Regions from separate parts of the Anser cygnoides genome. Here all the other regions are linked to region 1. A link is a contact called in public Hi-C data. All regions are on one chromosome and are shown on one strand. The core of a region is the stretch at or near the end of the contact, and the rest is flanking DNA. Distances in the headings are between cores, read along the strand shown. Region 1 holds the start of LOC125180298 (BLOC-1-related complex subunit 6-like). Region 2 holds the start of RRAGD (Ras related GTP binding D). Region 3 holds the start of UBE2J1 (ubiquitin conjugating enzyme E2 J1).

Region 1 (3,853 bases), core at 689-3,188:
GTATGAAAACTCCATGTTTGTACTTGATTGGGACACAGAATGTAAAACTATTGTCAGTAGTGCATGAGTAAACCATTCACATTTGATCTGGAACCTTGACATCAGAAAGTTGTACTCTCCTTTCAGATTTTTCATTACCTTGTGCAAATCAAGTCAAGTCTTCATGTGTCAAGCACACACTTAAAATTGTCCATGTTTTATATACAAGACATCTACCATTCAGGCAGTGCAAAATACATCCTTTCATAACAAAACTAAAATGTACCTCTCAAAGTATGAACAAGAATATACACATAATACATGATGTACACTATTTACACAACCATAAAAAATATAATACAAGGATTTTTGTATGTGGTTACAAGACTTGACGGTCTTTTGCAATTTTTTTTTTTTGTAATTTTTTTTTTTCTTTGCAACAAGGCATGTGTAAGTTTCCTGGATCTTTGCAGCTCTTCAGAGATCTTGGAAACTACGCTTGAACTTTTAGGAGAGTTTTCAAATGGACTGCCATCAACTCCCTGTTTTGGTCGGAAAGTTCAGCTGTGCCACCCACCCAGTGGCTGGGAGGCTTCGGAAGGACACTAGGTGACGGCGGGTCGCTAAATTTTGCCCCAGCGTAATTTTCTTTTTGGTTCGCTTCTGTGAGGGTGACAGGTTTCTTGGACTTGGCATTTCTGAAGTTCTCTGTGTTTTTAAGTGGCTTTTTCTCCTGCTTCGGAATTATTTCTGTCGGTACAGAATCTTGCCAAAAGTTCTCTATCTTTCTCGCAGAGGTGATCTTGGTCAGCGGCACGTTACATTTGCCCTTCTGCCTGTTAATCTTTGGTTGCTCACACAGATGGAAACCGTGCACAGGCTGGCTGTGGGGGGCGGCAGCCTTCTCAGACTTTCCCATCTTGTTCTTCAGGACCTGCGCAGACAAAGACCTCACGTCAACGGGCAAACCCTCTCCTCGAGAGGAGCCTCCTTGACGGTTCTGTCAGCCCCTACGCTGCCTCTAGGGCCAGACCCCGCCGCCATCACGGCGTCCCCCCCCCCCCCCCCGATCCCCTCACAGCCCCCCCCCCTCGCCCCCCGGCCGGCCGCCATGGGGCGCTGCGCCCCGCGCACGTCCCGCCCTGCGCGCGCAGGGGCGGCTGGCGCGCGGCCAGCAGGCTAAATCCGGCTGTTGCTGGGCGCAGCGGCGGCCGCCCATTGGTGGACGGCGGCGGCCAATCACCGGCGGCAGTTTCGCCCCCCCCCCCCCCCCCCAACAGACGTAACGGAAACTCCGCCGCCGCCGCCCCTCACACGCAGGGCGGAGGGAGGGGGGCGAGCAGCTCCCCCCCTACCCCGCGCTCCGGCCGGGAACAAGCGGCCCCCCCCCCCCCCCCCCCCCGCCTCTCCCAACACCGGGGAAAGGGGGAGAAAAGTACCGAGAAGTGCCCGAGCGCCTTCCCTACCTCCTTCCTCAGGGGTCTGCCGGGCGCGGCTCTCGAAGGGGCGGCCGCGGGGGGCTCCTCCTGGGGGGTTGTAACCATGCCGGGAGCTGGGGGAGCGCGCAGCTCCCCCGGGCCGTAGGCGGCCAGCGGCGTCCTCCTGCCCAGGCCGGCGCGGTGCTGCTGGTACTGCTGGTAACGGCTCGGCAGGAGCCCCGCGGGGCCCGGCCGGATCTTGCCCTTCCTCCGCCTCACCCTCTTGAGCGCGGGCCGCGCGCCGCCCCCCGCGGCGGCCAGGCAGCAGCCGGGCTGGTTCTCACAGTTGCTGTCCCCTCGCCTGAGGCGCTGCAGGAGGCCGGAGGGCAGCCGCCGGGGGTCTTCGGCGCCCGACGAGATGCGAGCCAGGAAGGGCGGCGGCGCCGTGGTGGTGACCATGGTGGGACGCGGGGACCCGGAGCTGTGGAGGGGAGAGGGGTCGGGGGGCCGGGGACCGGCTGCCGGGGCTTTGCGGGCTGAGATGGTGGCGCGGTCGGGGCTGCTGCTAGGAGAACATGGCGGGGGAGTGAGGGGAGCAGCCAGCAGCGCCCCTGTGTTGTTACACCGCCGGGCCACGCCCCCTTCCGCCCTCCGGCCAATCGCCGCGCTGGAACGCCGCGAGCGGCACGCCTCTCCGGCGGGCATAGCCAATCCCCGCGAGCCGGCCGCCGCTCAGGCCCCGCCTCGGCCAATCGGAAGCGACACAAACAGTCGCGGCCCCGCCCGCTTCCGCAGGCCGCCCAATCCGCGCGGACACAAACAAGGGGCACTCCCCAGTCTCCGAGTCCCGAGCCCGCAGTGCGAGGCGAAGGGGCGGGGCCAGCCGCTCCCCTCGCCAGCTCCGCCGGCCAATGGCGGGGCAAGAGAACGCCCGGCGGCCACGCCCCCGAAGGCCCCGGAGCCAATCGGAGGCGACATAAACAGGCGGCGGCGGCGCGCCCGCGGGGGGGCGGTGGCGCGCTCCCGGCTAGGCACGCGGGGAGCGCCATGGAGCCGCCGGCCCCGGGCGGTGAGGGGGCACCGGGGAGCCCGGCCCCGGCCCCGGCCCCGGCCCCGGCCCCGGCCGAGGAGGGAGCGGAGCGGGACGAGCGGAGCCTGGAGGCGCTGAGCCTGGCCGCTGGCGGCACCGGAGCGGCGGCAGCAGCGGCGGCGGCGGGGCGGCCGCAGCCCCCCCCGGAGGGCCGCCGGGCGACGCTGGCGAGCGCCCTGGAGCTGGAGGGGACGGTGCTGCGCGAGGGGCGGCTCACGCAGTTCGTGGCCAACAACCTGGAGCGGCGGATCCGCCTGAGCGGCGCCCCGCGGGGCGAGCAGCCGGGGCCGGGCCCTGGGCCGGGAGCCGGGGCCGGGGCCAGCTCCATCCCCGCCATCGACCCCGGGGCGCTGCAGGACGTGGTGGCCCTGGCCGGGCAGGTGGCGGCGCAGGTGGACGAGCTGCTGCGGGCCGTGCACTGCGGGCTGCAGGCCCTGACGGCGCTCAGCGTCGGCTGCATCCAGACCTACCGCGACGGCGTGGAGAGCCTGGGCGAGGCGGCCGACCTCAGCATCCGCGCCATGTACGCGCTGGTGGCCCGCTGCGAGGAGCTGGACCGCGCCATGCAGCCCGTGCCCGCCCTGGCCAAGCGCATCCGAGACATGAAGGGCACCCTGGAGCGCCTCGAGGGGCTCTGCAAGTAGCGCCGCACCCGTGGCACCCGCTACAGCACGGTGGGTGCGACTGAGCGGGTCAGGCCGCCTGCCCGTGGCCTCTCAAAGCTGGCCCCGGAGCCGGTCTCAGCCCCCCGGTTTCATACGTGGTGCCTTCGGGCCCCCTGCCCGGGCCTGGCCTGCCCTCACGGCCAGCCACAGCCTTGGCCTGGAGGAAGCTTGGCAACCAGTGAAGGAAAAGGGTCTCGGTGTAAACGGCGTGGTGAACCGCCCGCAGCGCTCCGTAGCTTAAGCTCCATTAAAGAATTTGGATTCCACATGCCTTACGCTTGCTGTTTATTGAGGGCTAGGGAAAACTAACCAACCTGAATCAGAAGCAGCTGTCAGTATTTATTTTTGACCAAACCTGAAGTTGTTGTGAACGCTTTCTTGATGTTTACAGGCGTACGTGGGTCTTTGTAGTTGACACTTAGTGCCTGACTGAAGTAACTCTCATGCTGTTACAGTTAACAAACGTGGAGAACGCTGCTGTCTCTTACAGGGCACAGTTGTAAGGGAAGACAAGTGAAGAAAATTCAATTCACCAAAACACTTTCTCTCTGAGAATAATATAAAATCCACGGGATAGAATTGCGATCCGGTTAAGAGCAATCCTAGATACAAAATACTAAATAAAAGCCTTCAGTTAAAATACGCTTTGCCTCTCAGTTTCTGCAGTTTTTGTAGAAATTTGAGTAATGTCACTGTGAAAT
Region 2 (3,853 bases), core at 867-3,366, 190 kb before region 1:
GATTAAAAAAAAGGAAAAAATAAGGAACAGAAAAAGGAAGAGAAAAAAGTAAGATAAAAAGGAAAAAGTATAAAAATAAAAAGGAAAGGAAAAAGGAAGACAAGAAGAGAAAGAAAAAAAAGAGAAAAGGAAAAAGAAAAAAAAAGAGAAAAAGCCAAGTGCAGAGGGGACGCAGAACAACTTGGTAGCAAAGAGACAGAGGAGGAGTAATTCCTGAAGTTGATGCAGAGCCCAGGTCAGATTATATTGCCGAGGGGTTGGCAGAAATGCTTCAGCCCTACTCAAAAAACCTATCTGGAGTTGAGCCTGGAGTCTAAGTGGCTCTGAACCTGCAGCCGTAGCCAAGCAGGCGGTCGCTGGCATGAGATTTGTGGGAAGAACTGCACTGTAATCAGCCCTGTCATTCCTGAGCTTCTACACCCTAATTTAGCATTTTAATATCTCCAAATTATTCTCAGTGACTGGTGATGTTTCATAGCTCTTGGTACAAAAGAAACCTAATACTGTCAGGTTTGTGGGCAAGACTCACTTCCCCTCGCCAGCCTTGAAACCTAACAGCCCTTTCGGTGCAGATGTGATCAGCCGGTACCGGAGTGAGACAGACGGCCCTTTATGACAGACCTGGAAACTTTTCTCCGCTTTCAGTCAGGAGTTTTCAACAGACTAATGTCCCCCTGGGCCGTCCCATGACATAATGCTAGAAATTTCACTGGTAAAAGCTCTTGGTCCCAATTTCTTGTAGCAGACTTAACTTTGAAATATTTCACGTAGCCTTTTGGGACACTGTAAATCCGTTCAAGCAAAACTTCTAAGCTGGTGGATGAGTTGAGGAGAAAGAAAGGCATTTCAACACATTTGCATATGGGTAATTTGGCATGACATGGCATAAAAAGGGATTTCTCCTCTCCTTCCCCTACAGAAAAAAGTGCTCCTCCATTATCTCAAGTGGATTAGGGCAGCCTGGAAAGCCTCCTGATAACAGCACCACAAAGGGGCACTCAGAGGATAGAAACAGAAGAATGTGGGCTGGAGCACAGCAAGCTCAGCTCCCAGTGCTACTTGCTCCAGTCCTACCACCACGGGGGGACGGCTCCAGTGCCCAAGGTGGTGTGAGACAGCAGGAGCATCACCAGGAGCCCCCCAGAAGAAGCCTCGCCGTGGGCAGCGCGCTGTGGTCCACCTGCAGCGTTGGTCCAAGGCATGCAGATGAGCATGCAGATCCACGGCAGGCAGATGAGTGCAGCTCAGCCCGCTGGGTGCTGCAAAATTCCATCCTCCTGTAGAGTTTTTATTACTACAGCTTCTCTTAGTGGTCCTGTGTAACATGCTTGAACACGAGCCAGCAGTGTGCCCAGGTAGCCAAGAAGGCCAACGGCATCCTGGCTTGTATCAGGAATAGTGCAGCCAGCAGGAGCAGGGAGGTGATCGTCCACCTGTACTCTGCTCTGGTGAGGCCGCACCTCGAGTGCTGTGTTCAGCTTTGGGCCCCTCACTACAAGAAGGATATCGAGGTGCTCGAGCGAGTCCAGAGCAGGGCTACGAAGCTGGTGAAGGGCCTGGAGCACAAGTCCTGTGAGGAGCGGCTGAGGGCACTGGGGTTGTTTAGTCTGGGGAAGAGGAGGCTCAGGGGAGACCTCATTGCTCTCTACAAGTACCTGAAAGGAAATTGTGGGGAGCTGGGGGTTGGCCTCTGCTCACAGATAGCTAGTGACAGGACTAGAGGGAATGGCCTCAAGTTGCGCCAGGGGAGGTTCAGGTTGGAAATGAGGAGACATTTCTTCTCAGAAGGAGCAGTCAGGCACTGGGACGGGTTGCCCAGGGAGGTGGTGGAGTCACCGTCCCGGGGGGTGTTCAAGGAAAGGCTGGACGTGGTGCTTAGGGACATGGTTCAGTGGGTGATAGTGGTGGTAGGGGGGTGGTTGGACCAGAGGACGTTGGACGTCTCTTCCGACCGTAACGACCAGGAGCCTCACCACCCACCGGCGCCCGCCCTCCCACTCAGGCGCGACTCGGCGGCGGGGCCGCGCGTGCGCGTTCGCGAGTGCCGCGTGCCCGCGCCGCCGCCGTGCCCGTCAGGTGACGCGGGTCGGGCCGCGCTCCGCCCAGCGGCGGGCGGGGGCCGGCAGGGGACGGGAGGGGAGCGGCGGCGGCGGCGCCGCACCTGGGTCCCCCCGCCCCGAGGCCGCCCGCAGGCAGAGGGGGAGCGGCGGGAGCGCGGCCGGCATGAGCCAGGCGCCGAGGAAGCTGCCGGAGGAGGAGGAGGAGGAAGAGGAGGAGGGGGACGAGGAGGAAGAGGAGGAGGAGGAGGAGATCGCGGGCTTGGCCGGCTACGCCGACGGGGCCGGCTCCTTCTCGGACGGCGACGCGGAGAGCGGCGGCGATGAGGCGTGTGAGTGCGGCGGGGACCGGGCCGGGCCGAGCCGAGCCGAGCCGGGCCGCGGCCTGGCGGCGGGCCGGGCACCGGGCTATAAAAGGCAGCGGCCGGCCCCGCAGCTGCGGGTGTCACTCGGCGGGCACGGGGCCGCCGGCTGCCGGCTGAGCCCTGCCAGGCCCTTCCCGGAGGAGCTCCCGGGGCAGGGCAGGGCAGGGCAGCGCCGAGGGGAAGCCCCCCCCCCCCCCTTGCCCTGAGGCCGCTGCCGAGCTAGCGGCGTTGTCTGCAGGGAGGTGAGCCCTGCGCTGTGCCCGGAGGAGTTTGACTGGATATTTTTCCACGGGAACTTCATGAAATCGCTAAAAAATTGCGTTGGTTCTCCATAGTAACGCTATTAATATTATACTTAACGGAAACAACCCTTTGCATCCTGACTAGCAGGAGAAGACGGTCCATGCAGGGACCTTTCTCGTCCAGGATTAAGACAAGGCTTATTTTAACCCTTCAGATCCCCTGGCCTTCTGTTTAGCTCCAAAGTCTGGAGAAAGAAGAAAAAAAAAGAGCAGCGTGGGATTTGGATCAGGGTTTTTTGTGCCTAACACCAGGCTGCAGGGCTTTCCTTTTCCCAGTTTCTATCCTACCCCTTCCCAGGTCTGTACAGTGAACAGTCCCAAATTCAGTGTCACAGCCTCACAGTTTAGCGTTTCTCTGGCTTTTCAGAGGAGTAATGGAAAGGGCAATGCAAGGAGGACAGCTTCCATGCTGTGGCTGTTGAAAGTGAAGGGAGAAGCCAGACCTGAAAGTAAAAATGTAATTTGTGCTTGTGGGCACGCTGGATATTTCAGAGCTTTGTGCTGGTCATCTCTCACCTTGTGCTGGTTTCTTGTCTCTGACCCGAGCTGAAATGACTGCTTCATCTTTTGAGTTTACACATGGGGTTGTATTCAAAGACCTTAAAGCGCTTGGTTCACGTAAAGCCCAGTCATCCTTTTGATATGCTCCACTAAAACATATTTGCAAGCAAGGAAACCTTTGCGGAGTGTCTGAGGAAGTAGCTTTAAGTCATATCCTTGCTGAGTGCCACACTTGTGGCAGGGTAGAGCCAGGTCTTGTGGTTCTGAGTTTTTCTTTGGCTGCAAGAATTTCCTTCCACCAGGCATTTCTGCAATGTCCATAAACCCACAGTAGCTGTACAGCTTGGTTGATTGCATACAAGCTTTTTCTGTTAACTCCTTAGGCTCAGGCCATCCTTAGTGTTGAAGATGTTCAGTGTATGTATCTTGTAAGGCTGCTGTCTCAACAGTATGCTGAAGTGCTGTAAGCATCATAGCTGCAGACAGTAGCACTGGAAATACCATGAGGTGAACGTGCCTTGTAGGTAAGTGAGTGGAAAGTATGGGACTGGTCATTCTCCTCTATACAGAAAGGGTGAAAACTTCAGAATAACATAATTGCATTAGTGGGGGGAAAAAAAAACACAAC
Region 3 (3,853 bases), core at 658-3,157, 160 kb before region 1:
AGCTGCTATGTAGTTACAGTGACTGTATTCCTATTTTTAGCTAAAAAACCCTGTTTCATGTTAGCTACAGGTGCTTCCTCTTCGAAATATATAAAATTACATCGCTGCCAGGTTCAAAACCACAGCCCAGGAGAGAAAGCTGAATTCTCTATTGCTCTAGTTCACAGTAAATATCACTCCTTGACTGATGTAATTATTCACATTATCATGCCATTATTTGAAATACCTCCTATCAAAGTAGATCCCAAATTCTTTTTACACAGAATTCTAGATTTTTGAGTGCAAAATACTACTGCTGCTTTGGGGCAAGGCAAGATTTAGTCCCAGAGAGTCCCAGAGCCCTCCCACTGTACAGCAAGGTGGTTCGGACAAGTAAGGAAAGATGGGACGTAACAGCTAGAAATGACCAAAATGGTTCATAAACGTGACATCCAGGTCATTCAGCTCACTGTCTCAAGCAGTTGTATCAGCCATTGTTAATGAGAAAAGCTGAGATGTCACTGTGACTTGTTGGCCATTAAATATCCCATGGGGTGCTTTTGGAGTACAAGGGAATCCCAAAGCCGTTCCTTCCTTTCTGCTACATGTAATTACTCGTTATTTGTAGAGTTCTGCCCTGTAAAAAGGAAGATCACATTTCCCTTTTGAAAATGCACTTACTCAGTAAGATGGAGTCAGGTTGCTTTATTTATTTGTTGCTCTTACCACAAGGCCACTACACAATGGAACAGGAAAGGGAAGTGTAACACCTTATTTTGTAATGCTGAGAACATGAGGAGGTATGCAACTGTATATTATTCTCTGCATTATCTGTATGCAACTTTTTTTGGTTTACAACTGTTTTTTGTTGCTGTTCAATTGAAGAAGGAAATGGGAAAAGAGAACTAAGACATCAAAACACACCAAAACTTAAGTTTTATGTGGATGATTAGGAAGAAAGGGATATAAAAGTAACCTAGACAAAATTAAGGAGAATTTCTGAACTAGAAACAAGGGTGTCAAACTCATGTTGTTGAAGACAAGCATGTAAAAGCTCAGACATGTTTCTTCCAGTTTGCAGTGAATTAAAGTGAAACTGAGACTGCTGAGAACATGAACTCTTTAATTTGGTATGCATTTCCTTAGCTATAAGTTGTTACAAGTGCTATCCCAAGTGGATTGTGGCTGTTACCAGGCAGCAGAGAAACCAAAATTGTAGATGCAAACAAAAATTCCTCTGGCAGTGTGACATGGAAAAGGGGATCTGCCCATCAAGCCACGCTTTTGCTAGTAATTCTTGTCTAAACTGATTAGTGCGTGACACTATTTTAGACTTGCGTGATCCTGAAAGCAAACAAACATGGTGGTACTAAGTCTTACCAGGTCATTAAACTTTTTGGATGAGGCATTGGTGAGGGCTGGAAGAAGTGTTCAAACCGCTCTGCTCTTGTTATGAGGTCCTTGGGCTCCTTAGAGTTACAGAATGATTAAGGTTGGAAAAGACCTCCAAGATCCTCTGGTCCAACCACCCCCCTACCACCGATGTCACCCACTGAACCATGTCCCTAAGCACCACGTCCAGCCTTTCCTTGAACACCCCCAGGGACGGTGACTCCACCACCTCCCTGGGCAACCCGTCCCAGTGCCTGACTGCTCCTTCTGAGAAGAAATGTCTCCTCATTTCCAACCTGAACCTCCCCTGGTGCACCTTGTGGCCATTCCCCCCAGCCCTGTCACTAGCTGCCTCGCCCTCTGACTTCAGCTGCTCGAAGCCCTGCAACAAGATGGGCGCCCCCTGTGCCACCTCAGGGATGCGCTCTCCATCTCCCTTCCTTCCAGAGGAAAACAAAACAAAACAAAACAAGCGGTATGGCCGCAGCCCGGGGGCGGGCAGCGGGGCCCCGGGGGCGGCGCCGCCGAGGCAGGTGCCTCCCTCCGCGGCCACGGCAGGGCCGCCGCCGCCGCTGCCACGTCAGGGGAGTTTCCCGGGGCGAGGCGGGCCGGGCCCGGCCTTCTTCCTCCTCCTCCTCCTCGTCGCTCGTCCCCCGCTGCCGGAGCCGCGGCGCCCGCCGCCATGGAGGGCCGCTACAACCTCAAGAACCCCGGTAAGGCCGCGGGCAGGGCCGGGGCGGCGCAGCGGGGATCGCCCGGCGGCCGAAGGGCTTGGGGGGAAGCGGGGCTCGGTGCGGGTCGCTCCCCGCCGGCACCCGCCGCTGTTATTGGGGCCGAGCCGCAGCCGCCTCCTCTCCTCTCCCCAGCCCGGCTCGGCTCGGCTCGGCCCCGCAGCCCGGTGCCTTGGGGCCGGGCTCTGCCCTTGCTCCCCCTGCCCGCTGTCGGGCAGCAGGTGCTGCCAGCCCCGGGGATGGCGGCTTTGTCCCGGAGCCCTGCCGCCGTGGTGGGAGGCGGGGAGGGACTCAGCGCCGCGGTGACTTGGGCTTGACCGATGCAAATGGCAGGCTTGTTGACACAACATTGCTCCTGGGTGATGGACCTGTTGCTAAATTGTGTCTTCTGCCCCCTCCCTCCTCCTCCTCCTCCTCCTCCTCACGCCCAGGTTGCATAACTGAGCGATGGGGAGCACGGAGCGAGCGGTGCGCGCCTTGGATTTATACAACAACACACCAGGAAGGCACAGTTTTCTCTTCCCTCCCGTATGCTGGACGTGTTGGCGGTGTGAACTGACAAGGCCACACAAACATGCTCACCAGTTGTGGTTTGCCACGTCACTGGGAACGGTGGCGATAACCTCTGTGATGTGCCCGTGGGAGCTGGGTGAAGAGGGCAAATATTTGTGGTTTCGCTTGGAGGTGTTTTTCCCCTCTGCTGTTACGAGCTCCTCTTGTTTTCAAGTGAAAATTCCCTTTGCTGAAATCGATTTTCGCCACCTGCGCAGCTCTATGGCAGACAAACTTCACTTGGGACAGGCAAATGATTCATACAGTGGGTCGATACCGCTTCCCCAAGTCAAACGTGCTCCGCGGCATATGGATGGTGAAGGTCTATACAAAGTCTGTACAAAGCTTGTTTGATAACTCACTTCAATATTCACTTAATATGTTGAAGTTTTTCATTAGAAATATAGGAAAAAGGTATTCAATACCAAAAAGATTCAAAATAAATCTTGTTTCTTCAACTGTTGTTAGCCTTTAAAATGAGTTGACTTGGTTGTATATAGCCATTCCCCTTAGCCTACCACTTCTTTTTGCTAACCAGCTAGATATGCGTATGCAGTTATTTAATACTTCTGTTTGTTTTACAGATTTGTTATGGTTAAATGTGCATTGTAATATCTATTTTTACAATTGCCGTTCATCTGAAGGCTGAAGATAGAAATGTAGACTGCTCTAACCTTAAGGTGGCTTTAACTAATGTAAACATAGTGAAATACTTAATAACAAATCCACCCTGTTTACCATTTCAAATAGTGGAAGAAAATAACTGCTCTGTACCTGCACGAGAGGCTTTGCCTGTTGAAATCTGCTGTTGGACTTGAGCAAACTCTGATTCCAGATGGTGACTTCTGCCTGCTCAGTAGTTTTAAAGAGAGCAAATACTACCTACAATGTTTAGTATTTAGTATGGTACTTTAACAGTTATGGTAGTTTTTTAAAAAATCGAGTACAATCAGAGAAAAACATTTTAAATAGGAAAACTTTGTTAGCAGAAACCTGTCCTTTTGTTGATCTTCTTAAGTCAGATTCTGCTGTAAAGCTGTGACACGAGGTGAAGTTCTTCAGCGGTGACATGTGGCTGCGTGGGCACCACTTCTGCGAGTAGGTGTGCTAGACTGGGTTCGTGAACAAATGTGCTTCCAGATAGACTACATAAAGAGCACCATTGCTACACAATTTTGTCTTGCTGCTGGCTGCTGCTC

The links. A called contact is a pair of places that touch in the nucleus more often than the background predicts.
Region 2: a Hi-C map of granulosa cells shows a contact between it and region 1, with 2.4 times the contacts expected there. The contact joins the promoter of RRAGD here to the promoter of LOC125180298 in region 1. A contact is called at or near these places in 3 of 7 Hi-C or Micro-C datasets (granulosa cells and liver).
Region 3: a contact with region 1 is called in a Hi-C map of liver, with 1.8 times the contacts expected there. The contact joins the promoter of UBE2J1 here to the promoter of LOC125180298 in region 1. A contact is called at or near these places in 2 of 7 Hi-C or Micro-C datasets (both in liver).

The regions. Positions count from the first base shown.
Region 1 is chr3:83,318,347-83,322,199 of Taihu_goose_T2T_genome, forward strand. LOC125180298 (BLOC-1-related complex subunit 6-like) reads left to right here and starts at 1,939. Exons shown (of 3, transcript XM_048049491.2): 1 at 1,939-2,007; 2 at 2,009-2,338; 3 at 2,340-3,795. The coding sequence starts at 1,939. The coding sequence ends at 3,131. It overlaps PNRC1 (proline rich nuclear receptor coactivator 1), which reads right to left and starts at 1,856. Exons shown (of 2, transcript XM_048049497.2): 1 at 1,446-1,856; 2 at 473-913. The coding sequence starts at 1,856. The coding sequence ends at 473.
Region 2 is chr3:83,133,139-83,136,991 of Taihu_goose_T2T_genome, forward strand. RRAGD (Ras related GTP binding D) reads left to right here and starts at 2,117. Exons shown (of 7, transcript XM_048049477.2): 1 at 2,117-2,389. The coding sequence starts at 2,224.
Region 3 is chr3:83,162,529-83,166,381 of Taihu_goose_T2T_genome, forward strand. It overlaps UBE2J1 (ubiquitin conjugating enzyme E2 J1), which reads left to right and starts at 1,908. Exons shown (of 8, transcript XM_048049478.2): 1 at 1,908-2,084. The coding sequence starts at 2,054.